2 separate regions of the Mus musculus genome follow, and region 1 is linked to region 2. Evidence: chromatin contacts called from public HiChIP or PLAC-seq data. All regions are on one chromosome and are shown on one strand. Each heading gives the region's core, a stretch centred on a gene start, on an enhancer-like site or on the middle of the called end of the contact. The rest is flanking DNA. Distances are from core to core; before and after follow the strand shown. Region 1 overlaps Arhgap23 (Rho GTPase activating protein 23). Region 2 overlaps Gm31005 (a long non-coding RNA gene).

Region 1 (4,548 bases), core at 196-2,695, 180 kb before region 2:
GGAGAACCAACTCCTGAGCTGTCCTCTGATCTCCAGCACCCCTGAAATGTGTACCCCCAGACTATGCACTACTGCTAATAAATAAAGGGGGTGCAAAGGGGACAGAGGGACAGTGGGGAAGCTGGCTAAACAGTGACCCTATGAAAATGCCATAATGAAATCCATGATTTTGTATATTAGCTCAAAAAATTTAAAAGACAGATAGAAGGAATGTGGGAAATAACTATACATATAAAGTATAGATACCAGCCAGGCACGGCAGCACATGCCTTAACACAGAACTTCAGAGGGAGAGGCAGGCAGGCCTCTATGAGTTTGGGTCAGCTTGGTCTACATAGAAAATTCTAGGCTAGGGTTTAATAGTGGGACCTTCAAAATAAATAATAAACATACCATATATATAAAGGAGAATAAAAAACCCAACTAAAGACAACTAAATTTGCTAAAGCATGTGCTCATGCTCCGCCCACAATGCGTCCAGGCCTGGGCGTGGTCCTTCCTTGCATCAAACATACTCTCAAAGTCTGAGGAACTTATAACGTACAATGTGTCCCTACAAAGGGCCAAAAAATGTGGAGAAAGGGGAGAAAACGGCCATGGGTCTCAGTCTACCACTGGGGCTCTCCTCAAACTCAGTGACATCTGGCTGGCCTTGAACTCGCTCTCCCTGCCTGGCACAGACCTATTTCCTAATGTCACAGTTGAGGAGACAGTCTGGTATCAAGGGCCAGAGGACAGCAACGGTGTCAAGTACCCTCCAACACACCAAAGAGCGCTGTCAGGACTGTGTCTCGGTGCAAGAACACTGGGATAGCACACCCAATGCCCTGGGCACCATCCCTAACATGGGAAAGAAAAAGTGCCAAGGCTGAGAAGTATCAGGGCCCCACATGCGCCGAATAAATGACTAAATCCTCCACTCTGGGCTCTGGGTGCTAGCTGACCTGAGGAGCACAGCAGGGCTGCGGGGTGACTTCCACTAAGCAGCAGAGTCTCCCCCTCTTTCCTCTGAAGCAGCCCCATTCACACTGCCCACCCTCTACCTCATGAAGTCTGGCCTGGAAGCCTGGGGACAGCATGCTTCCTTGTGTGACAGGATCTTCTGTGGGAAGCCATTTGGGCCAAAATCCCAGGAGTTAATGTTATCTGCTAATTCCAATGGTCACTGTCTGACCAGGACTGACTTCAGTCTATACAAGCCACCTCTGCCTGGCCTCTGCTGCTCCTGTAGAGATCTCCAGACTCTTAGGTGGTCTGGCCCAAGGAGCCTGCTCAGAGTTAAAGATGTCCCCAGGCCTGGAAGGCTGAGAATGGAAATTTCCCAGCTCAGCTGTTTGTCAGAATTGAATCCCTGCAGGAAAGCCCAGTCTGCCTGGCCTCAGCAGGTCACTCATCCGCTGACTCAGCCGCTTAGCAAACACCGTGTTCACCACCCACGCGCTAGGCTATGCATCTAGACGGACGTGCCCCCTGCCCTACTGAGTGGCAGACACTGCCTCTAGGAAAGCCCACTTGCTACTGGCCTGCTTTCTTCCCAAAGGCTGCTGTTCCAGAAACTCCTGTGTTGACCACAGGCCTTATGCTTCCAGCAACTTCTCCAAAAATCATACAGCCAGAAGCCCTCCCTCCCTCCCTCTCAACCACGGTTCACCTCATGGACACCTCTAGGGATCCTGGTGCTTGAGACCAAACCCCTCCCAGGTCACACAGGGATGCCTGTGTGGCCAGCAGGCTTAGCATCCAAGTGGCCCGCCCCATGCTGGTAGAGAGCAGGCCGTGATACAGCCAGATCCCGGACATGGGGTGAAAAGAATGGATGATCAGGCCACGGAGTCAGCATGACCCAAGCCTACTACAGCCTCCATCCCCTGGCCCGGCAGATGCCCGCTGGGAAGTCAGCCCTGGGTGTACAGACCTGGCTAAACTCCTGCAGATGCCATTTCTTGGTGTGTGGTCTTGCACAGGTGATCCCCTCCCTCAGCACTATTTTCCCTCCTCTGTAAGTGGTGACAAGACTCAGCTTTTCTTCGCTACAGTGTAGGGCACTCTGGGTCCACGCTGTGTGGCTGTCACAGAGGTAAGTGGGATTCACAAAACCCACCCTTGAGCCTCTAAGCCTGAAGCTTCACAGCGCTGTGACCATTAATACAGTCCCTCACACTGAGGTGACCCCGACCATAACAGTTTGTTCTACTTCATAACTGTAATGTCCTTATTGCTGTGAGCTGTAACATAAATATCTGTGTTTTCTGATGGTTTTAGGCAATCCCTGTGAATGGCAACCTACAAGTTGAGAAACAGCGCCCAGGAAGAAGCCTTTTGAGTGGGCTTCAGAAGATAGAGGCCTCTATCGCCCTCTGCTGGTCACTATGGTTTCTTCATCCTTCCTAGACAAAAGCAAGAATCTTGCAGGGCTCATTAGGAGTCAGAAGGGAGGTGAGCAGTGGCTGGCACCAGAGCATCATGGAGGGTGTGGCCTTGGTCCTTGCTTCCTGACCTGGCCTGTGGCTGTTGGGGAACAGACAGACCTCTGACACCCAAGTCACACTGTGTGCCCAGTTCTGCAGGCCACCTCCCCTACAACAGCCCTACTGAGGAGCCTGTGCATCCGTCTCCAGCCACATGGCCCTATCCCTGCATCTCCTCCCTGACTCTTCTTCCAATCTTGTTCCTCGTGTTGGTGTTGATGGCAGCCTGTCACTGCTGTGAGCCAGGCAGGCCCTAGCAGTGCCCTCTTTGGCAGCGGGTGCTTTTGCAAGCATCCCGGGGCACACAGGCTGGTAGGAGCACAGTCTGGTCCTGGGCATCTGGTATAAAAATATGCAACGGGCACTTACATGCTGGATCAACGTCTCCACGATCTTGTAGCGGTCCGGCATGTGGGTCACCATGTCTGTCATGTTGTCTTCAGATGTCCTTACCAATGTTGGCCCGAAGACCAGAGCCAGGTTCCGGGGTTCCATCTGGGTTGGAGGAGGGGAAAATCCCAGGATCATTGCTTTGAACATGACCTCTCTGGGTCACTGAGGCCACCATCCCCAACTCTGACATGTCCTTAGAGTGGGGTCAGACATCTCACATGGGCAAAGAGGTTTGCTGAATAGAATTTAAGCTGGATGTTCAAAGTCTCTCATGTCCAGGCCTGGCAGCCTTGATCATGCTCACCTCACAGACCCATCAAGGGGGGCCCGAGGTTAGTAATAGCTGTGGGGATTCTAGCATGGGAGACATATTGGAGATTGTAGGGTATTTTAGAACAAGGAGAAACCCTATAATTTACTTCTTTTTCTCCACTGTAGAACCAAAAGACAAAGACATGGACTAGGAAGATGCAGAGTGCAGGGGCTGGAACTGGCTCAGAGGACAAATGCCACCCTGCATGGAGGACTGAGCTCTTGGCCTCCCCATGTCCCTTAGGACACCGGAGCTTGCTCTACGAGGGAACAGCGCTGGCTAGCTGCTGGTGGCTCTACTGGCCAGGGTTGCCAGAAAGGGAACCTTTAGGAAGAGAGAGGCTCACGGGGCCTCGATCCTGCGGAGGAAGCACCAGTCCCGGTGCGGCCCAGGCTCCCAGACTCCACAGGGAGCAGCACACACCTTGTTCTTCTCTGAGTGGTCAGCAATGGTCTTGAGATGGCCCACAAGGAATTTAAGTGTTTCATAGTAGTGTCCTGGGAGATCCCGGATCTAGGGGACAGGAGGAAGGAAACGGGATCAGGTTGTGACAATCTCTCCAATCCCGGCTCCACATCCCCTAAAGGGACTCCCATCATCCAACTGTACGGAGCTAAAATCCACCTTGCAATGCCCTTCCTTCGTACAGGTGGGGAAACTGAGGCTTTTGATGGAAAGAGCCCTTTGAAGCCTCTGTGAGAAAGCTACCCAGCTACCCCTCCCGCCCGCTGGTGCCTCCTTTCCTCACCAGCTTCCGCAGCGTCTTCATCCTCTCCCTGGAATCTTCTATCCGATTGGCCTCGATGAAGTCATTGTATTTGTCTAGAACACAGGAAAGAGCCTCAGTGGTGGGAGGCAGCCCCTCTCCCCCTCCCCCCCTTCCCCACTCTTGGGAGCTGAGAATCCCATTCAGGAGGGGAAGACATTGACGCAGCCTGGGGTGTTCATTTGGGATGAAGACCAGAGCTTTTTGCTGATCCCTGAAAAGGGTCCCCACCTCCCCTCCCTTTGTCTCTAGACTAAGGACCTTCCCAAGGTTCAGTAGGTCAGAAAAAAGAAGAGGAGCCTTCAGACTCCTCACCTGCCCCACCAGTCCCAAGGTTCCTAAAGATGTCCCCAGGGAACCTTAATACTGAGGGTAGTAAGCCCTTTTCCCTACTCTCCTTGGGCCTGCAGCCTCCATCAGGTTAGCAGGGGCAACCTCAGCAAACAGGAGCTTACCATGGCCAGGTCCTCGGTACTACCCCCCAGCACCCCAAGATATAAAACCAAGTTCATCCAGATGCGCCAAGATTATGGCTTAGGGATGGGGAGATGGCTCAGCGGGTGAACTGCTTGCCCTGCCAGCATGAGGACCTGAATCTGGAGCCACAG
Region 2 (4,540 bases), core at 1,766-4,265:
GTGACCAATATAATATACGAAGAGAAAAGTAGGGCTGGTGAGATGGCTCAGCGGGTAAGAGCACTGACTGCTCTTCCAAAGGTCCTGTGTTCAAATCCCAGCAACCCCACCCAGCAACCCCATGGTGGCTCACAACCACCCGTAATGAGATCTGACACCCTCTTCTGGTGCTGTCTGAAGACAGCTACGGTGTACTAATGTAGAATAATAGATAAATTAAAAAAAAAAAAAAAAAAGACGAAGAAGAGAAAAGTAGGTCCAGACACATGACTTTAATCCTGGCATTCCAGAGGCAAAGGGAGGCAGATCTCCATGAGTTAGGGACCAGCCTGATCTACACAGCCAGTTTCCAGACAGCTAGGGCTACATAGAGAGATCTTGAGGAGCGGGAGGGGGAGAGGTATTTCATAGTTTGACAAAGATTAGAGACCTAAAGACCCGTTTACATGTTCTGTGAAGTTTGAACTGTAGCGCTGAAAGATTGGACACAAGGGTGTGACAGAAGGGTAATGGATGAGGGGGAAAACCCAGCAAGGCCTGTCTGTTGAGATTCCTGGTCTATGCGATGTTCTTCCTTACAGGGTGGGTGGGGTAATAGGTTACAATCTAAACGTAAGATAGAAGTTTCTTTATAGTCAACTCACAGAGAGGACAGGATTATTTTAAGCTTAAGTGGCTGGCTTTGGGAGAAAGGGCTGGTTTTCCTCTTGTTACTCTTGTGATCTGCCTTAGGGAGGAGGACTCCTACTGTCTGTGTAGCTTGCCAGGGAGAGCATCAAAGGGTCAAAAGCAAGCAAGGCAAAGGTCAGGAAGACACTTAGCCTCTGAGATCCTTATTTGGGGGTATTTTCTGAGTCATCTACAACTTTCTTTTCTTTTTTTCTTTCTTTTTTTTTTTTTTTTTGGTTTTTTGAGACAGGGTTTCTCTGTATAGTCCTGGCTGTCCTGGAACTCACTTTGTAGACCAGGCTGGCCTCGAACTCAGAAATCTGCCTGCCTCTGTCTCCCAAGTGCTGGGATTAAAGGCGTGCGCCACCACTGCCTGGCTCATCTACAACTTTCAAGCTCATTTTCTTTGCTTTTTTTTTTTTTTTCAAGCTCATTTTCTTACCCACATATTTCTGCACCTTTTCTATTAATTAATATTAACATGTTAATACTGCCAATCTGGGGCTGACCCATTAAAGCAACCCACATTACATACTTCTGAAGCTAAGTCACAAACAACTGTATATAAAAGTATCATTGAGGCCTTCCCTGGTGAAAAGACCCTCTTCAGCTATTTGGACTCTCCAGCAATTCGGAGGGAGGCTTTTGATCTCTGAAGTTCATTCCCTCACCAATCCCTGAAAATGTAGTCTAGGTTATTGTGTCTGGATGTCTTGATTCCAGCTTTCAACTTTGACTAGATTCTTCCCTTTAAGTCTTTCCAAAAAATTGCATTAATCAATGAATCTGTTGGCTTATTTGGTGTGTGGGTCTGTACGTGAGTTGCCTGCCTCCGTGGGAGAGTGTGCCATTCCTGCGCATGTGCAGGCCTCACAGCAAGTACGTGGAGGTCAGAGGAAAGCTTGTGGGGTTCCTGGTTCTCACCTCGCTGGGGCAGGATCCCTCATTCCTGCTGCTGCATACTTTAAGGTTGGACTGTCTTTTTTTGAGACAGGTCCTTAACATGTAGATCTGGCTGGCCAGGAATAGCTATGTAGACCAGGCCTTAGATTCACAGAGATGTACCTGATTCTGTCCCCTGAGCCCTGGGATTAAAGGCATACACCACCATGCCTAGCTAAATAAAGAAGTATTTTCAAAAAATATTATGAAAGCAGGCAGTGGTGGAGCATATCTGTCTATAATCCTGGAACTTGAGTTATGGAGACAGGAGGCTAGCCTAGGCTATTACATAAGACTCTATCTGGAAAGAAACTATATGAAAATGCCCTGTGTGTGATGGCTCACATGTGGAGACTCTGGACACTTCTGCGCCGGGTCCTCCTCTCAGTGTGAGTGCTGGGATTACAGACGTGAGGGTTGCAGACGTGAACGCCACTGCACTCGCATTGTGTATTGACTTCCTGTGTGTACTGAGCCAGCTATGTGGCCTTAGAGATCATTTCTTTCTTTTCTTTTCTTTTTTGTTTTTTTTTTCGAGACAGGGTTTCTTTGTGTAGCCCTGGCTGTCCTGGAACTCACTCTGTAGACCAGGCTGGCCTCGAACTCAGAAATCTGCCTGCCTCTGCCTCCCGAAAATAAAGCTGATTCTTAACTCTAACAGATGTTCTGCTCTTGGGTTAGTTTTACTTGAGTCCCCACCAATTTCCAATGTCACTGTTGTAATGGTCCCTGTACTAAAATCCAGCTCTTGGTCTCAGCCTTCCTGCTAGCTGATCTGCTTGGACTCCTTCAGCTTGTGGCAGAGAATGTGTGGGTTGGATGTACGGGGAAGCTCTTTCCCTCTGAAGCATGGAGCCTCTGTCTTCTTGTCTCTGGGTAGATCTTCCAAGGCAGGAAGCAGTTGGCCTGTCAGGCAGTCTCTTACAATCCTGGCACTCTGTGAAATTCAGGAGATGCCAGAGGCCAATTGAGGCAAGGCTATTCAAACATCCATTAAGACCCAATAACAGCCAGGCCTTGCTGTGGGTTGGTATACAACTTAATCAAGTCACACGTTGTTGAAATGAAACTGAGGCCTGGGTTGCTCTGGGTTGCTCGCTGCAGGAGAGTGCTGAGTGTCTAAATCGCTAGGGTATTGTTTGCAGGGGAGGCCGCCAGGGGAGAAGGGAAAGGAGGGTAGATGTTTATCCCTGGGTGTTTTTTTTTTTTTTTTTTGATTCTTAGAAACAGTTGAGCTTAAAGAGCTCCTACAGAGGGTGGTGCCTTTCACAGCTGAAGGCCTCTTCTTTAGGTGAGTCAAACACCTTGCCTGTTTATCTGGAATGGGGCGTGGGGGGAGGAAAGGGAAGGCGGGAGGGCAAAGAGTAGAGAGTAGTTGGGAAAAGTTCCAAGGCCTCTGAGTGTATGTGGGAGTGGTTGTGTGAAATGCTAATTCCTGCTATTGCTTGGCAGCCTTTCTGGAAACTGTGATGACAGCTACTGGTGGGAAAAATCACTCGGGAACAGAGCCATAGCCCTGCTTCTAGGTAACTGGCTATCACCTGAACCGTTCCTTAGGACAGACTACTGCTGATTCCTTGCTTTCTGCCTCTCTTGCTCATGTGATAAAGTGAGAGCATTACTTTCCTTGTTTGACATCTTCTGTTTTGGATAGAGAAGGATCCATGTTTCTTTCTTTCTTTTTTTTTCCTCTTTTCCTTTTTTTCTTTTGAGACACGGTTTCACTATGTAGCCCAGGCTGGCCTGGAACTTATGTGTAGACCAGGCTAGCCTTCCATTCCCAGCAACACTTTTTCTGTCCTGTCTCTGCCTCCTGAGAGCTGGGATTATAGATGGACGTTGTCATGCTCAGCTGAGAAGTTCATTTTCTAAGAGCAGTGACTCCAAGCCAGGCCTCATGGTGATGGGTCTTTAATCCCAGTATACCCATTTAATCTCAATACTTGGGAGGCAGAAGCAGGTAGATCTCTGAATTTGAGGCTAGTTTGGTCAAACCCTGTCTTGAGAAAGAAAAACAACAACAGCTCTCGGTTTTAGCGCCATCTTCCTTGAGACTCCTGAGCCATAAGAGCGAAGTGGCAGAAGAAGATAATGTGCAGGCTGAAGCGCAAGAGAAGATAAGGCAGTGGTCCAAGTTAGCCAGCCGGTGCAGCCACGACGCCTGCAGGAGCAGAAGTGAGGGATGCTGAGGGCCGGGACGCCGGGACAAGCTATCGGACTGTGTGCTGCCATTGGTAATGAGTCTCAGTAGAACTGGAATGTCACCTCGCCACGATCGCCTGGAGAAATGACCTCCTTTCTTATAACCAAAACAGTCCCGCTGGCCCTCTGCCCTGGACCCCCGGCACTCTGGACTAGCTCTGTTCTCTTGTGGCTAAGTGTAGCTCGTGTACAATAAACCCTCTTGCAGTCAGCTGAAAAAAAAAAAAGGAAAAGAAAAAGAAAAACAACAACAACAACAATAGCGACAGCAGCAGCAGCAGCAGCAATCAGAACAACAGCAACAGAGCAGAGAATCAGTAAAGCCACAATCTTGACGTTAACCAGAGAGCTCACTGAAGAATTAAGAGCCCTGGACAGGAGGTCAAGTCCACAGAGAAGACACAGTTTTTTTATTTTCCTAAGACAGGGTTTCTCTGTGTAGCCCTGGCTGCTCTGGAACTCTCTTTGTAGACCAGGCTGGCCTCGAACTCAGAAATCTGTCTGCCTCTGCCTCCCAAGTGCTGGGATTAAAGGCGTGCGCCACCACGCCGGGCCTTATTTTGGTTTTTTCAAGACAGGGTTTCTCTGTGTAATCTTGGCTGTCCTGGAGCTCACTCTGTAGACCAGGCCGGCCTCAAACTCAGAGATCTGCCTGTCTCTGCCTCCCAAGTGCTGGGATTAAAGGTGTGTGCTAGCATGCCTATCGACAAATTTTATTTGTAAAAAA

Evidence for each region. HiChIP or PLAC-seq counts read pairs in DNA pulled down with a chosen protein or histone mark.
Region 1: a contact with region 2 is called in a FOXA1 HiChIP or PLAC-seq map of pancreatic cancer cells. The contact joins two enhancer-like sites. A contact is called at or near these places in 2 of 39 promoter capture datasets (the C10 cell line and embryonic stem cells), 1 of 15 datasets of contacts at CTCF or cohesin (embryonic stem cells), 4 of 484 Hi-C or Micro-C datasets (all in embryonic stem cells), 7 of 115 datasets of contacts at active chromatin or transcription factors (embryonic stem cells and pancreatic cancer cells) and 2 of 9 other capture datasets (adipose tissue and liver).

What each region holds. Positions count from the first base shown.
Region 1 is chr11:97,474,463-97,479,010 of GRCm38.p6, reverse strand. It overlaps Arhgap23 (Rho GTPase activating protein 23), which reads right to left. Exons shown (of 19, transcript NM_021493.2): 13 at 3,923-3,996; 14 at 3,598-3,687; 15 at 2,838-2,963. Among named protein-coding and RNA genes, the nearest start is that of 4933428G20Rik, 24 kb to the left of the region's middle. Within about 2 kb of position 1,445, at least 41 of the 459 cell types and tissues checked have an H3K27ac peak or open chromatin away from gene starts, as enhancers often do. A contact at or near this core is called in pancreatic cancer cells, where this site is marked.
Region 2 is chr11:97,300,831-97,305,370 of GRCm38.p6, reverse strand. Gm31005 (a long non-coding RNA gene) reads left to right here. Exons shown (of 4, transcript XR_389002.3): 3 at 2,836-2,902; 4 at 3,064-4,040. Among named protein-coding and RNA genes, the nearest start is that of Gm31005, 8.0 kb to the left of the region's middle. Within about 2 kb of position 3,015, at least 140 of the 459 cell types and tissues checked have an H3K27ac peak or open chromatin away from gene starts, as enhancers often do. A contact at or near this core is called in pancreatic cancer cells, where this site is marked.